2 separate regions of the Zea mays genome follow, and region 1 is linked to region 2. A link is a contact called in public Hi-C data. All regions are on one chromosome and are shown on one strand. Each heading gives the region's core, a stretch centred on a gene start, on an enhancer-like site or on the middle of the called end of the contact. The rest is flanking DNA. Distances are from core to core; before and after follow the strand shown.

Region 1 (3,555 bases), core at 905-3,404, 140 kb after region 2:
AGTACTAGTAGTTGCTCGGTTTCGGGAGAAACTTCCTTTTAGAGTATAGGAACTAGTAGCAGGTGATGCAAATCTATCACAATCATCTCCACCATAACATCCATAGCAACCTCTTCTTCATCATTCCCTCCAAACACTTCACCGGGTGTGCATGCACTAGATCCATCCACAACAATGGCACCAAACATTTCATGTAACAATTCTTCATGCTCTGGTGGACCTTTATTTGTTTCCAGTTTGAATGGCCCTACATGTATGTAAAAGAATGGTTAGTTAAACTGAACTCAATAAGAAAACATTAAAAATAAGTAAGAAAATGGTGCGTACCTTTGTCAACCTATTCCAGTACTCACCAAATGGAGAATATGTTCCTAAGGTTGCATCCACCCAAGTCCAGTATTGTTATGCAGTTGTAACCAAAACCCATACAAGCCTTTAAGTAAATCTCATTTGTTCTTCAACTGCACTTTGAATTGATGCAACCCAGTTGCTATCTCATACTTCTCAGCTATGTTGTTGTAACCACGGGAAGTCATGATACCATTAGACCTATTCCCGGCATTGATTTCTTGGATGCATATTTCACAAAAAAAATGTTATCGAATGCCCAATATATCAGCTTTATCACAAACTTGTTTCTACTCATTCATATAACATACATGTAAATAAGGATTTAGAACACTAAATAATAACTACAAGTAATGCATGATGAAATAAAAAATCATTGTACAAGCAAATACCGTGTTGTTATGCATCATTTCTTCGACATCATCATCGTTGGTGGGCGTGGAGTTAAGGTTCAAATCCACATCAAGCAAATCAGATTGTGAGCTCGAAACGTAGCCATGCCCACATCCATGAACTAAACGAATAGATCCCTGTGAACCCTTTGAAGCTCGCTTTCCACGGCCACGCCCTATCCTCAGTAGTGGTAATTCATTTGCAACAACACCACCTAACATAAGAAAATAAAAAAATAGTCACAATTTTATCCAAGATCATATATATTTGAAGAATCTTTGAACAAGCACCAAACTGGAGACAATCTTTTCTAGATGCACAAATTGGAATGTGGTAGACAGGAGCAGAGGGCATCTGAGTGCTATGAGGTGTAAATAATGAATTGTTTTTCACTTGTGTAGTGCGTGAGAAACCAACCAAAAATCAACTGCATGAATGGTGCGTAATAAATACACGTAATCATGTTTCAATCGGCAAGCCATTTGTTGCTCTCGCGCTACATAAGATTAAAAGAAAATAACGAGTTCTTAGTAGTAGTAATTGGTGCAAGAATCACATGGACGAGTACTAGTCTGATTTAGGTTGTTCTAATTACAGCACCAGGTTCTAACTTTACATTGGATTTGTTTAGGTTTGACTATAATTGTGAGCCAATAGTGGTAGTACTAAATGTTGCTGTAGAAACTACAGCGTCTGGTTCCTTGTATCTGGTAGGTACAAGATCATATATCTCTGAAATACAATATACTTTGACTCTGAAATAGATCCAACACCAAAGCAGGTAGATGATACTCCCAACTGACGCAAGAGAAGTAGAACATTCATTTGAAACGTTACGCTACTTCAGTCCTAAAATGAAACATTCAATCAAATCTGTGTAATTGTATCTTATCCCCGGTTTTGTATCGTAGTTATCTCCTACACGAGATTTATGCATGAAGTAAACATTCCAAAACAGACCATGACTGACGGCAGCAGGGAATCATATACAGTTACTCCTTAAGCATAAGCTATACAAGTATGACGGCCTGTAATCAGTGGACGATATCAGGTGGTGATGGGAGCTAGTGCATACGAATAAAATTTAGTCGACGAAATCAGGTGATGGGAGCTGACAATTTAATGTAGTGATCAGGAGAATAAAATACAAAAGGAATAATTACATCCCTTATCATGAAATAGCAAACACTGACAGATAAAATACAGCTCGATGTACCTGTACGTGTTGTCCCTGTGCTGAACTCTAGGGAGGCTACGCCGCGTCCAACGCCGCTGGCTCCACCGCGCCGAGAACCAGTTGATCCGCGCCAAACACCATGCCCCAAGCCGATCAATCCACACCCATCAGCAGCAGTTCCACGCCCCTGGGATACACAACCACTGCCACTAATGCCACGCCCCAAGCCGTCGCCCACGTCTGGGCTCTCGCCGTCTCCTTCCTCCTCCGTGCTGACACGGTCTAGGCTCCAATCGAAGATCAGCTCGCGCCACGTCAACAAAATTTGGTGCTCCAAAGCTTCAAAAACGTTATCCTCGGTGTCGTTGGGATCCATAGTGGCCTGGAATTTGATGCTAGGGTTTGCAGGAGAGACATGAAGAGGTCGGGTCAGAAACTCCCTCTCCGAACAACCTTTGTCATCTTGCTTCTTCATACGATTTTTAGCACGTTCCAGGTGTTGCTTGATTAAATTCGACATCAACTGCCATTGCTGCAACCAACTTGCCATATCAGTGGATGCAATAACAGTTGTATCGGAGATGCCAAACTGACGCGGACGACAAGGGAGACAGACTGGTGGCCGAGTGAGGTATGTAATTGTACCAAAACTGCGCCACAGAAAGCCAGTAGCTCCACTGTGTAGGACATGCGTGCACAAAGCAATGAAAGAAAGTTTCCAAACTTTGGTTGGCCCGCTTAGTTTGCCCGTCAGATTGAGGGTGGTACACCAAGCTCATGCGAAGCTGAACATCAGGCAATCTGAAGAGTTCTTTCCATAGCTTGCAGAGAAAAATCTTGTCGCCATCAGACACAATAGATTGAGGAAGCCCATGGTGCTTATAAATGCGATCATGGAATAGCCGGGCTACTGTCAGAGCTGTGAACGGGTGTTTGAGCAGAAGGAAGTTGGCATATTTCGTAAACGAATCCACTACCACCAAGATGCAGTGCGAACGTGGTAGGGCCTCAGTAAAATCCATGGAATTAATTTGCCACAACGCAATAGGTACTGTCAACGGTTGGAGTAACCCTGGCAACTTTGTCCGATCAGCCTTAGCCTGTTGACAAAGCATACACTGACTGACGAAAGTGCTTACGAAGCTCTTCATGCCCTGCCAAGCAAACAAATGTTTGAGCCTGGCGTATGTGATTGGAAATCCTGAATGGCCACCCACAGCCGACGAATGGAAGGCTTCGACCAACTACGTTTGCAACACTTCACTAGCACCAATCCAAATACAGGCTTCGAGAGCTGGTTGGCGATTAACATTGTAGTACCTTTGATCTTGTCATAGGTGGTCTTGGGTGTAGTCGTGTGATGTGTCAAGGCAGTTGTAAACGTTGGTCGTAGCCTCTCTAGAGGTCAAGATCGGACTATATTTCCATTATCTAAAAAAATACAGGCTTCGACCAACTGCGTTTGCAACACTTCACTAGCGCCGATCCAAATACGCCCCTTGTATCAGAGAAGGCCATCTTGCCAAGAAAAGTGAGGCACAACTTGAGGATCAATGGCCAGTTTGGAAATCGTGTCTGCAACAGCCTTGTCATAGAAATCACCTCTTGAACCCACACTGGAGTGAAAGATGAAATAG
Region 2 (3,744 bases), core at 534-3,033:
GGCACAAATGTAATGTTACAAGTCACAATTCCATTTTGCCCATACATAATACCATGAGGACATCTCGAGCAACCCAGAAAATACAGGCACATAGAAACAAAAATGATTGCTCATGATGTAGAGGGAGATCTATATCCACAAATGGACTTACCATTACAGGAACTTTGAAAAATCATAAACTACTGCACTAAATTGCCTAAAAGTAATTCTTTTAAAAGAAAAAAAAGTATATGCGCTTTGTAAGAATGTTCTAGGAAATTTGGCAAGTAGTTTGTATTGTTTAAGAATTAGGATCAACAAGCCTTTCACATTAGTTCAAGGTGAAAGCAATGAATTCAATTTCCTTCTGCTCACAAACAAACAACAGAGCAACGCCATATGCATTTAAGACTAGATTGGATCAACTAAGACTATATCATCCATTCATCCTGCCCAACAGCACAACCTAATATCAATGTAGGTTGGTTATGCTAGATCATAAATCACCAAGCCTCAACACACCGCACGTGAGACAGCTTCGATTCTTCAACAATGAGCTTGATCCTCTGCCCCACCCCCGGTAATTGCCCAGCCTTCAAATTAATCTAGTCCACGAAGAAGGGGGGTTCGCCTCAAATGATCGTTGTCGAGTCACATCCACTAACGTAACATCTTCGACTTCACATTATAAAACCCCACCTCCACCCTCATACCAAAAGCTGAGAAGCGAAAGCGTCAATCGAAGGCGACGTCAAGGCCAAGACGAACTTTCATGGTGATGACTTCAGAAAGGGAGTGACGTCTGGTACGCCACCGTCGCTTGTCCGAAATAGACCGGGCTTTCACCCATGGAATATAGTGGTAGAGAATGTGACGGCATCAACAAGGGAAGCGGCACCCACAGACATCACCTATCTAGGCTTGTCAGCATGCACACTATGCCCTAGTAAAGGTCTGTGTTCCTAGTTAATTAGTTATCAACAGACTTGATGTCAGGGCGCTTGGGCATGAAGGCCACACTGGGGTTGACGAGCACTCGCACACGATCCGGCCACGGTAGTGTAACGTCCCGGTGGCTGAAGTCCGGCGATCACCTGAGACACGCCGGAGTTCAGGACCAATAGCTAAGAACAGAATACAGAATAGAAGCGAAGAGAACAGATAGAACAAGGTATGTGGGAAACTGATTCGGTTATTCTGTTATTGTCCCCTCAAATCTCCTGTGGTTAGGGTTTATATACTACCCTTAATCCACCGACCTAAACTCTGGCCCAAATACGGCCCATAAGGGAAAGTATTACATTTGCAAAATAGCAATACAAATCAACTAGTAGAGTCTTTAGAGGGTGTTTGGTTTCTAGTGAATAATTTTTAGTCCCTCTATTTTATTCTATTTTAGTCTCTAAATTGTTAAATACGGAAACTAAAACTCTATTTTAGTTTCCGTATTTAGTAATTTAGAGACTAAAATGGAATAAAATAGAGGGACTAAAAATTAGTCCCAAAAACCAAACACACCCTAGTCACTGGCGACACCTCCGTCGTGACAATACCCCCTCCTGAAGATATGGCTGAATTAGGAAACCTTGACTTGAGCACATTATAGTCTTCCCAAGATGACATCTCCGGAGGAAGTCCTGTCCATTTGATTAGGACTTGAGTTATTGCTGAAGATCCCTTGCGCACCAGCCTCCTATCCAGAATACTTTCAGGTTCAGCCGTTCAGGCACCACATCTTCAGAGAAAGCAGCTAGAGGAATTTCTGAGAACATCGGAGCATAATTTGGAGTATGCTGCTTGAGCTGAGACACGTGGAAAACTGGGTGTATAGCAGCTGTATCTGGAAGAAGCAGCTTGTAGTCAGACGATCCCAACTTGTCCACTATTTTGAAGGGCCCAAAATATTTAAAGGATAGTTTGGCAAGGCCGGGAGGCAACCGAAGTCTGAGCAAAAGGTTGCAATTTCAGATAGACCATCTCTCCAATTTGAAACTGTCGGAAGGATCGATTAGTATCTGCGTAGAATTTCATCTTACTCTGTGCTGCAGCCAAGTTAGCTTTAATGACCTCCAAAAAGTCTTGACGTTGCTACAAAGTAAGCTGGGCATCCGATGGATTGGAGGTATGCTGAACCTGGAGGTTACCAAGGATGGGCTCCACTCCATATAGAGCCTTAAATGGGGAGCATTTCAAAGAGGAGTGGTAACATGTGTTATACCACAAGCTCAGCCGAATCTATCCATTTGGACCACTGTGATGGAGAGTTGTGAACAGCACACCTCAAAAACATCTCTAAACATTGATTAATACGTTCAGTCTGACCATCCGTTTGAGGGTGGTATGCTGAGCTTAGGTGCAGTTTGGTGCCTGAGAGTTTGAACAACTCCAGCCAAAAGTTGCTTGTGTCCTGCACGTTCGAGAAAAAAAAGGTGCTTGTGAAGACCTTATCTCGATCAGAAACTATAGAGGTAGGAAATCCATGTACCTTGACCACTTAGAAAATAAGAGTTGAGCTATACGATGAGCTGTAAAAGGGTATTTGACAGGTATGAAGTGAGCATACTTAGTCAACCTGTCCACCATAACTAGAATTATTGAAAACCCATTAGACTTTGGAAGGCCCTCTATAAAATCCACAGATAAATCTTGCTAACAATTTTGAGGGATGGGCAAAGGCTGTAACAACCCTGGATACTTGCAATTCTCATGTTTAGCTTGTTGACAAATGTTGCATTGCCTGACAAACTGCTCAACGTCTGTCTTGAGCCCAGTCCAATAGAATAACTTCTTCAGCCTCTGATAAGTTGCTTGTATGCCAGAGTGTCCACCCAAGGGTGAGGAATGGAATGTTGTGATGAACTTTGAATGTAGGCCAACATTCTGCCCAACCACAAGTCTGCTGTTTTTATAAATCAGGCCATTGTTCAGAGTATACCCCTGCTGATTTGGACTTGTCACTACTAACCCCCTTAGTAAATGCTGAGCTTGTGGGTCCAACTCATAAGAGTTTGCTATCTCTTGAAGCCAAACAGGAGTACTTGCAGAAATAGCAGATAACTCTAAAGATTGAGCTACTCTAGAGAGTGCATCAGCAGCTTTGTTTTCAAAGCCTTTTTTATACTGAACTGAAAATTGTAGACCATCCATCTTTGCCATTGCTTTCTTCTGCATTTCAGTGGCCAAAGTCTGGTCCTAAAGACGGTTCAAACTCTTGTGACCAGTTCTGATAATGAATGGCCCCCTTTGCAAGTAACACCTCCACTTTTCCACAACCATTAGTATTGCTAGAAATTCCCTCTCATAGGTTGACAATTTGCTGTTTGTAACCCTAGAACTTTGGTATAGAAGGCAACAGGGTGACCCTTTTGTGATAGCACAACCCCTATACCACTATCGCAGGCATCTGTCTCAATAACAAATGTCTCAGCAAAATCAGGCAAAGCAAGCACTGGAGTGGACACCAGTGTAGCTTTCAAAGCATCAAAGGTTGTCTGTGCTAAAGAGGTCCATATAAACTGTTTGTGCTGCAACAGAGATGTCAATGGCTTGGCCAACATACCATACCCCCTCACAAACTTCCTGTAATAGCCAGTCAGGCCCAAGAATCCTCTAAGTTCAGTATATTAATTTGGAGTTGGCCACTTAACCATAGCTTAAGTTTTGGTTGGGTCTGTGGATACCCCTTTATCAGAGATTATGTGGCCCAAATATTCTATCTGCTTGACATCAAATGAGCATTTACTCCTCTTAACATATAGCTGATGT

The links. Hi-C and Micro-C count contacts between places; a contact is called where the count stands out from the background.
Region 1: a Hi-C map of root tip shows a contact between it and region 2, with 8 times the contacts expected there. The contact joins two enhancer-like sites. A contact is called at or near these places in 13 of 25 Hi-C or Micro-C datasets (bundle sheath, ear, endosperm and 5 more).

The regions. Positions count from the first base shown.
Region 1 is chr8:93,021,642-93,025,196 of Zm-B73-REFERENCE-NAM-5.0, forward strand. No RefSeq gene overlaps it. Among protein-coding and RNA genes, the nearest start is that of LOC109941997, 24 kb to the left of the region's middle. Within about 2 kb of position 2,155, at least 3 of the 20 cell types and tissues checked have an H3K27ac peak or open chromatin away from gene starts, as enhancers often do.
Region 2 is chr8:92,885,733-92,889,476 of Zm-B73-REFERENCE-NAM-5.0, forward strand. No RefSeq gene overlaps it. Among protein-coding and RNA genes, the nearest start is that of LOC100276236, 41 kb to the left of the region's middle. Within about 2 kb of position 1,784, at least 2 of the 20 cell types and tissues checked have an H3K27ac peak or open chromatin away from gene starts, as enhancers often do.